Regions from separate parts of the Mus musculus genome. Here regions 1 and 2 are each linked to region 3. The links are chromatin contacts, called in public HiChIP or PLAC-seq maps. All regions are on one chromosome and are shown on one strand. The core of a region is the stretch at or near the end of the contact, and the rest is flanking DNA. Distances in the headings are between cores, read along the strand shown. Region 1 has its middle 32 kb from the start of Gm19723. Region 2 has its middle 3.8 kb from the start of Gm19723. Region 3 overlaps Gm4827 (predicted gene 4827).

What was found. HiChIP or PLAC-seq counts read pairs in DNA pulled down with a chosen protein or histone mark.
Region 1: a contact with region 3 is called in an HNF4G HiChIP or PLAC-seq map of pancreatic cancer cells. The contact joins two enhancer-like sites. A contact is called at or near these places in 17 of 484 Hi-C or Micro-C datasets (the G1E-ER4 cell line, the N1E-115 cell line, Th1 cells and 11 more) and 3 of 115 datasets of contacts at active chromatin or transcription factors (bone marrow-derived dendritic cells, fibro-adipogenic progenitors and pancreatic cancer cells).
Region 2: a contact with region 3 is called in an HNF4G HiChIP or PLAC-seq map of pancreatic cancer cells. The contact joins two enhancer-like sites. A contact is called at or near these places in 14 of 484 Hi-C or Micro-C datasets (the Ba/F3 cell line, the C10 cell line, CD4 single positive thymocytes and 10 more) and 7 of 115 datasets of contacts at active chromatin or transcription factors (the HPC-7 cell line, astrocytes, bone marrow-derived dendritic cells and 4 more).

What each region holds. Positions count from the first base shown.
Region 1 is chr16:49,922,293-49,925,090 of GRCm38.p6, forward strand. No RefSeq gene overlaps it. Among named protein-coding and RNA genes, the nearest start is that of Gm19723, 32 kb to the right of the region's middle. Within about 2 kb of position 1,524, at least 70 of the 459 cell types and tissues checked have an H3K27ac peak or open chromatin away from gene starts, as enhancers often do. A contact at or near this core is called in the N1E-115 cell line and pancreatic cancer cells, where this site is marked.
Region 2 is chr16:49,950,637-49,953,447 of GRCm38.p6, forward strand. It overlaps Gm5486. Among named protein-coding and RNA genes, the nearest start is that of Gm19723, 3.8 kb to the right of the region's middle. Within about 2 kb of position 1,460, at least 79 of the 459 cell types and tissues checked have an H3K27ac peak or open chromatin away from gene starts, as enhancers often do. A contact at or near this core is called in the G1E-ER4 cell line, the N1E-115 cell line and pancreatic cancer cells, where this site is marked.
Region 3 is chr16:50,025,947-50,028,646 of GRCm38.p6, forward strand. Gm4827 (predicted gene 4827) reads right to left here. Exons shown (of 4, transcript NR_045935.1): 3 at 1,245-1,291. Among named protein-coding and RNA genes, the nearest start is that of Gm32101, 22 kb to the right of the region's middle. Within about 2 kb of position 1,420, at least 34 of the 459 cell types and tissues checked have an H3K27ac peak or open chromatin away from gene starts, as enhancers often do. A contact at or near this core is called in the G1E-ER4 cell line, the N1E-115 cell line and pancreatic cancer cells, where this site is marked.

The DNA of each region.
Region 1 (2,798 bases), core at 274-2,773, 100 kb before region 3:
CATCCAGAACTGTGACTGCGGAGCTATTTGTGGAATGAGGAGGTGGCTCGGTCTGGAAAGTGCTTGCTGGGGGAACTACGAGGGCTTGATCTTTATCATACCCAGCAGTCGAGTAAAAGATGGGTGTGACAGGAGGCACCTGCAACCCTAGCACTCGGAATGGAGGGGACTCAGATACAGGCCAATCCTTGGAGCTCAGTGACAGGCCAGTCTTGCCAAGTGGTGGATTCTGGGTCTCAGTGAGAGATTTCCTCAAAACCAATAATGTGGTGTGTTACAGAGGAAGACATACTTTGGCCTCCAGCATATACATATATATCATATAATAGACATAAACATAGACATACATGCACATGCACATATGCACGCAAATAGACCAAAAGAAGAAAAAAAAGAAGAAGTTACAGTTTCTCCTGTAACTTTCAGTCTGTGGCTCTGATGAAAACCAACAACACAACAACAAAACAAACAAATAAAAGCAAAAACAAAAAACACCGTTTTGAGCTAAGAAAAACAAAACCGCAGCTAATATCATTAGCATGTTATGTTTCTGCCAATAGGCACACCACAGGAATGCCTAGCAAAGAATTCACTTTTTTTCTTTCTCTGGTTTTGTCTGGAGCTTTCTCAGCATCACCGTACATTAGAGATCATGCATGGGTTTTTGTTTGTTTGTTTGTTTTTTATCACAAATGCTTTGTCAAATCGCCTTATCATAATTCACTTTCCAGGTTGTTTTCTTCCTGTCCCTCTCATGAACTTCAGCACCCAGGGTGATACCTGAGTTGATCCATGCTAACTGTAGTGGAGGGAAGGGAGTAGGAGGCAGAATGAGGTGGGAGGGAAGCCATCTTTAGAAGACTCAGGGGCACGAGAGGAGCAACACAAGGAGTTAGAGGTGACTCCACTTAGCCTTAGAGAGTCTTGCCAAACCACTCCATGTTCTTCGCCTCTTCTCACTTTTCAGGAATATTTCTTGGATCCATAAATAGACAGGCGAGACAGTGTGTCAAATGCCGTAAAATCCCAGGGAGAAAGATGGGACGATACATAAATCAGTGTCATTTCTTATGTCACTGTTAATTGCATCGGCTTCACTCCTGTCTCCCTCATCCCACACATCCCTCTCCTCCACTTCTGGAAAGGTACCACTTAGTGGCTCGTTCTCCCTCGAAATGACATTATCAGCCATCGTGCCCTGTGTCAGAGACAACGCAACAGACTGAAAATACAGGCAGAGGCAGAGTTCTTCTGAGACAGTGTAAAAATTTAGTGGATTTCATACTTTCTGCCTACACTGAGCCCCTTGTTTTTTGCATAGGAAGAAAAGAGGAGATAAACGAATGACCTTCTTTTTCCTTTTGTAGCGGTGCTTTGGGTTTTTTAAGACGTGGCTGTGGAAAAACAAAAATATAAACAAGGCCTAGGAAATTCTTGCGCAAACACACTTAGGCCTCAAAAATAACATTACTCTTGGTTAAACTGCACAAAGCAGCAGCACTTCATTTGTGCAAGTGTTAGTCATCGCTTGGCAATGTCAGGGGGATACAGAACTCCACCTCACCCAGTCAATAGCAACTGACATAGGACACTATGGTTAGGAAATTCCCGACAAGCAAAGTGGAAAAGGGATTACTGGATACAGCCAATCACGTGATTTCTTTGTTCTGCTTCACGTCTTCCTTATAAATTCTTGCCGCTGATAATTTACCAGAACACTAAAACCTCTTTCAGTCTGGCACTCCCCAGTTCATAAACTGCTTCCTGTTCAAATGAACTCTACGGTTTTATTGCACCTCAGGTAATTCCGTTTACGTATAAAAGTAGCTAATGAGATAGAATGGGGACTCAGTGAATTTTACTCATTTCCCCTACCACTCACAAATAGGAAAAGAAGAAAAAAAATAAAACTATATACATTCTTCCATGTTTTTAACTTTTATATGTTTCCTTTTGTTTTATATCTATGAGTGTTTTCACCTGCATGAATGTATTTGCACCAAATACATGTCTGATGCCCTCAGAAGTCAAACGAGGGCATTAGTTCTTCTGGACCTGAAGTTCTAGATGCTTGCAAGCCCACCATGTGGGTACTAAATAGCAAACCCAGGTCCTCTGTAAGAGCAACGAAAAAGCTCTTAAATGCTGAGCCATCTCTCTAACTCCTCCCATTTCTTAAAAGATGTTAAGGGTGATGTTGGAAAGAAGTCGAACTTTTTAATATTAAAAAAAACAAAAAATATATGAGTTATTTACTGCTAAACAGCTGCTCACAGTCAAGAAATCAGAGAACCAACATGATATTAAGGGCAGCTTTGGTGGGTGGATCCTTCACCAGCAGTGAGCCCTGGGCCCATATGAATCCAAGAACCCAAAGGCCTCCAGGCCTCAAGAAGGATGAAGAAGCCTTGAGAAGGGGAACCCACACAACTCACATTGCTGGCACCGGCTTTCCTCACTACAAATGCTAGTCACTCTGTGCAGACGGGTAGACACACACAGTCATGCCAGGCCAAGCCCTCGGGTCCTGTGGGCATCGTAGGCACATACTGCTTACAAAAGAAGATCAGGAACAGATGGGATTTTTGATAGATGGGAAAGGAAACAGTTCTCTCAAAATCTGTTTAATACCACTCGCCCCAACACACACATGCCACACCCCATTCACTTCAGATCTTCCCCTGGTCTTACTGCAGTTCCCCCAACATCAGCTCTGAAGTTCAGTCATTTGCTCTGTTTGAATCCCAGTTAAACTCCAAGGGAGGCTGGGAGACCCTGAATGCCCACAGTACAGGCAG
Region 2 (2,811 bases), core at 210-2,709, 75 kb before region 3:
TCATTTTTTTTCCCAGAGAGTTCAGCACCTGTAGAACTTCCTTTTCCTACTTAAATACTGATACAGCAGTTTTGGTTGGCTTCCCCCTGGCATTGGTTTATGGCTTTGTGCCACACCATCTTTGCTAGAAGCATATCAGAGATACAGATTCATACTCCACTCCAGAACTACTGGTTCTGGGTTTGCATTTTCATAATACTATGTGTATGGTCTGGCTGTGGTTTGAATATGTTCAACATGGGTTTTTGTGCTCTGATTTTAGCCCAGATGCCATCATGTTGGGAGGTAGTAGAGCCTAATGAGAGGAAACTAGGTGTCCAAGATTGATGGGTATAAAAGGAATGGAAGGAACTAACACTGTTCCATGAACACTGAGTCAGTTCTTGGAAGAGGTTGATGTAACAAAGCAATACTTGCCTCTCCTTGCCCTCTGGCTTTCTGTCTTGCCATGCCATCTCTCCCTCTCTCTATGATACAATGTAGCCAGGAGCTTTCTCACCAGAACTAGTGCAATATTATTTGAACTCCCAGCTATCCACACTGTGAGTTAGAGCAACCTCTCTTTTTTACAAATTACTAAGATTCAGGTGTTTTGTTATCAGAAAAAGGACTAAGTATAGCAGATTCATATACACATTACAGTTGTGAAACACTGCCACAGATTTTAGAGATGGAGAAACTGTCGCAGATCCCTCTGAGTTCACAAGTAGATGAGGCAAGAGAGAAAAAAGAAATCCTTCTTGGGAAACTTGGATAGAGATCAAGAGAAAAGTGATTAAGAGTGATGCTGAGAATGTTAGAAGGGAAGAAAAACTTCATATATTGCACTTTTGCCAAAAAATCGCTCTGGGCACCAGCCTTTCTACTTGGAGCCAAGAGAAACATCATCCAACTGTGTAATTTGAAATAGGAACTGCTGTGTTTTTTCCAACTCTACTGGGGTGGAGGGGTTGAGATCAGGAAGGCCAACCCAGCAAGGCAGGACCTCTATTTCCCTGTTCCTGACACATTGCAGTCCCACACACTCTGTTTTCTATTCAAGAGCTGGCTTGAGGAAGAATAAGCCATTTTCGCTGCTATTTTTCCCTTGATAAAATCAGTGAGTACTGGAATGGCAGCAATCAAGATATGGTGTGTGTGTGTGTGTGTGTGTGTGTGTGTGTGTGTGTGTGTGTGGTGTATTTCAGCTTTGATAGGTCAATGAGTTGGTTTCTGTTGTTGTTTGTTGTTGTTATTTTCTGTTTAATCCTCCTGACCTAACACTAGAGGCATCTGGACATCTGCAGAAGGGGAGTTGGTAAGTATGGTGCTTAGCAAAAGGCTACTGTTTCATTTTCAGAAGATGTGTCATCAGTAACCACAAGATCTGAAAATGAGACTAGACTCTGGCTTGACACGGCTCTTAACACTGTACAGCATGCGGTGCTCCTGATGGATTGCTCATCACAAAAGCTCCAGACAATGACATTGCAGTAGCAGGGACGAAACATACACAGGCGTGACTCTGCTGTGCCTTCTCTGACCCACACTTTGTCCTGAGATGCAATCAGTCAAGTGCGGACATGTAGTTGTACACACATCCTGAGCTCAAACTCTACTCTGGATAAATGCCAGTGCCCAGAGAATATATCTTTGTGATCCAGGAAATCCAGGGACCACAGCCGGACACTGTGCTGAGGTGGCGGAGCTTCCGCTTGGCCAAGCAACTGAAAAAGACAGGGCAGAATTAGAAGGGGAGTCAGGGCACAGCATGTCACTTGCCACTCCCATAGCTCTAGAGACAAGCTGCTATTAATCACTCTGACCACATCTATCAGGCTTCTCTCATTTGGTCACAGCTCACAGTCACAGCAGCACAGCCAGGGTCTCCTAATAAATCATATACAGCAGTTCTATGGTGAGGATGATGCAGGAATGAGTGTGTACCATCTTAGCTATGAATCCCTGCTGTTAAAAATGGAGCAAAGAAATATCTGCTGGTTGCCAACCAGGTTGCAGAGTTTTAATTATGCACATGTGGTCTTCCTAAATTCTCTTTTCCCCCATCTCTCTTCACATTTTCATCTAACACATACCATGGTCCTACATGGAAATTAATAATATTCCTCTTCTCAGACCAAAAGACTGAAACTCAGAGATGCTAGGACATGTACCAAAGACTATACAGGTAATGGTGAAGCTAGTATATTTTGGTTCAGAGAGGACAGAGGAAGATAGATGGTAGAAATTGGGTTAAGGTGGGAGCAAAGATGAAAAAAGAAAGACAAAACTATCACCACCACCAGCAGCAACAACAGCAAAAAAAAGGGGGGGGATGGGATGTATTGATTAGCTTTGGTCAACATCACATAAACTGGAGTCACCTGGGAAACAGGAATATGGATTGAAGAATGATTCCCATCAAAGATATGTCTGTGGCTGTTTCCTTAATTGCTAATTCGTGTGGAAGGACCCAGCCCACTATGGGTGGTGCCATCCCTAGGAAGACTGATCTGAACTGTATATGAAAAGTATCCGTGTAAGCCTTGGATAACAAACCAGTAAGCAGCATTCCTCCAGGGTTTCTGCATCAGTTGGAATCCCTCAATGACAGACTATAACCTGTAAGCTGAAATAAACCTTTCCTTCTGCAAATTTATTTTGGTTAGTACTTGTCACCCCAATGGAGAAGAAACCAAGAGTATGAGGAATAGTCCAAGCATAGAAAGCAAATTACCTTCACGGCTGAGATTCTTATGTTACAACTTTGCCACATTCAGGCTGGTGACTCCATTCCAATCATCTAACCATGGATTCTCAATTTGCAAAGCG
Region 3 (2,700 bases), core at 170-2,669:
ATCTAATCCCCGCAAGTCAGTATCTCAATAAGAAAGCTGCAGATCTAATGCTATGTCTAAATATGTACATTCTGTGCATGTATGCCTTCACACACACACACACACACACACACACACACACACACACACACACAGAGCAGTTGATGGCTTTCATAGCCTTAAATTTTTATCTACCTGAGTGAGTGTTATCTGTGCCAGTTTTTAAGCTCTAGGATGACAGGCAGCAATTTTATTGAGTTCACTTGACACCCCAGCTTACTCATCAGCTGAGCTTAAACAGTCCTCTCCACTGGTATTAACTCCCTGTATATTTTTACCCTTTAAGTAAGGTCTGAGAGACCAGAAGCACAGGCATAGCCAAGGAGCTTGTTAGAAATGCAAATCAGAAAACTTTCCTCAGAACTACTGAGTGTAAATCTGCATTTTAATAAGGTCCCAAGTGCATCTCTTATGCACATGCAAGTTTTGGAAGCCCTGATAGAGAGCAATGGTTTCAAACTTTATTGAGCATCCAAATTTCACTGTTGGAAGCCTTTTGGAAAAAAAAAAAAATATTCCTAGGTCCCACCCTCCAATTTTCAGTTCTGCATTACCGAGGTGGAGCCTGAAAATTTGCATGTCTAACAAGTTCTGAAATGATGCTGGTACTGCTGTGTTCTGAGCTACACTTTGGAGAACTTCTCACTTTAAAAATTTAAAAAGCACAATGGATAAAACCTCTGTGGCTTAGTAACCAGAAGTCTGGAAATTACCCTTCCACTCCTTGTGACCTTGAGAAGGTCTTCTCTGCTGCCTCCTGTCCTCATAGGTAAATAAAAGGAAGTGAGAAATCAGCCCAGCACAGCACTCACCTCCCCAGCATCTGTTTGCGCGTCCCCCTCCCCCATCCCACAGTGCCTGGAAACCAGGCATCTCATTTTAATTATCCTTCCATCCCCAGTGAGACTCTAGAAGTCTCTTGGCTGAATGAGTGAATAAATGAGCAAATAAAGAAGTGAATCTAAACTTGGGTTAATGGTTATGAAAATATCTTCAAGTGAAAGGTATTTTTTATTATCCTTGTCTAGGAGAAGGAAAAATAAGAAATCTATTTGTGTAGAGTGTGGACAAGCTGCGTTACTCTTGTTTCAAGGACACTAATAACAACACCTATAGCTAACATGCCTGTGGTGACAATATTGGACTAGATGCAAAATGCAATAATAGTAAAGAAACCATACTCAAAATATTTAATCTATACTCACAGAACTTGTGACAGTGGGAGGCCGGGTTTTATCAGTCTGGAGGATTGCTGTAAGAAAACAGATCCAAGATCAATCAAATTTTCCAGGAAACTGCCAACTGACATCTGTTTGCTGGGGCGATGTTGTCTGGGTGAGTCAGAGGGCTTCAGAAGAAAGAATGTTGTAAGTTTAAGCTTGGTACTTGAGCCTCCCCCCCTCCCCCCCACTGGTGATTGTGTGTATACTTGACACAAGCTGGAGTTATCACAGAGACTCCATTGAGGAAATGTCTCCATGAGAATCCATCTGTAAGGCATTTTCTCAATTAGTGATCAAGGGTGGGAGGGCCCATTGTGGGTGGTGCATTCCTGGGCTGGTAGTCCTGGGTTCTATAAGAAAGCAAGCTGAGCAAGCCAGGGGAAGCAAGCCAGTAAGTAACATCTCTCCATGGCCTCTATAGCAGCTCCTGCTTCCTGACCTGCCTGAGTTTCAGTCCTGACTTCCTTTGGTGATAAACAGGAATGTGGAAGTGTAAGCTGAATAAACCCTTTCCTCCCCAACTTTCTTGTTGGTCATGATGTTTGTGCAGGAATAGAAACCCTGACTAAAACAAACACTCATTCTCATTCTCTCTCTCTCTCTCTCTCTCTCTCTCTCTCTCTCTCTCTCTCTCTCTCTCACACACACACACACACACACACACACACACACACACACAAGTGGAGGCCAGAGGACAACCTCAGGTGTTCTACCTTAGGACTCATCCTGTTTTTTGAGACAGTATCTCTTACTGACCTGGTGCTTGCCAAGTACCTTACAATGGCTAGGAAACAAGTCCCAGGTTGTAAGTTTGTCTTTGTTGTGCCAACATGGAGATGACTAAACACAAGCTAGATGCAGCAATTGAGCTACCTTTTGAGGAAAAAGGTCTCAGAAAGCCAAGAAGTATTGGCAGAGACAGGGAGAGAACACTTGTGCCTGTATCCCAGCCCCCTGTGCATGGCACTTCCCTTGCTTCTTCACACGACCCTGCGGCACAACTCCAAGCTTTCTGGAAGCCAGGCCTGAGCTTTGCAATACCTGTCAATGCAAAATCAGAGTTTCCACCACAAAGGAACTAAGAGATAAATTATTCTGAAGCCAAATATGAATGACCATGGCCCAGGAATAGAGATTTAGGTCACCTCAAATGTCTCGTTTCAACATAGAAGCAGTTTAAGGACATTCTTGTAGTAATAGAACAAGGTAAGCATTAATCAAGACACTCTGTAAACACATTGGCAGAAACATTATGTGGGCAGGGTTGAAACAAACTGGAAAAAACTTCTACTACAGACCTCAGCTGCTCCCTGAGAGCAGTCTTACCTTTCTGGTTCATTGGAAAACTAGGACTCTGGACATTCCAAATGAGGGTTGCAAAGCTGTTAGCTCAGGAACAGAAGACAGAGGAATATATCAAGAGACCTAAAGACAACCC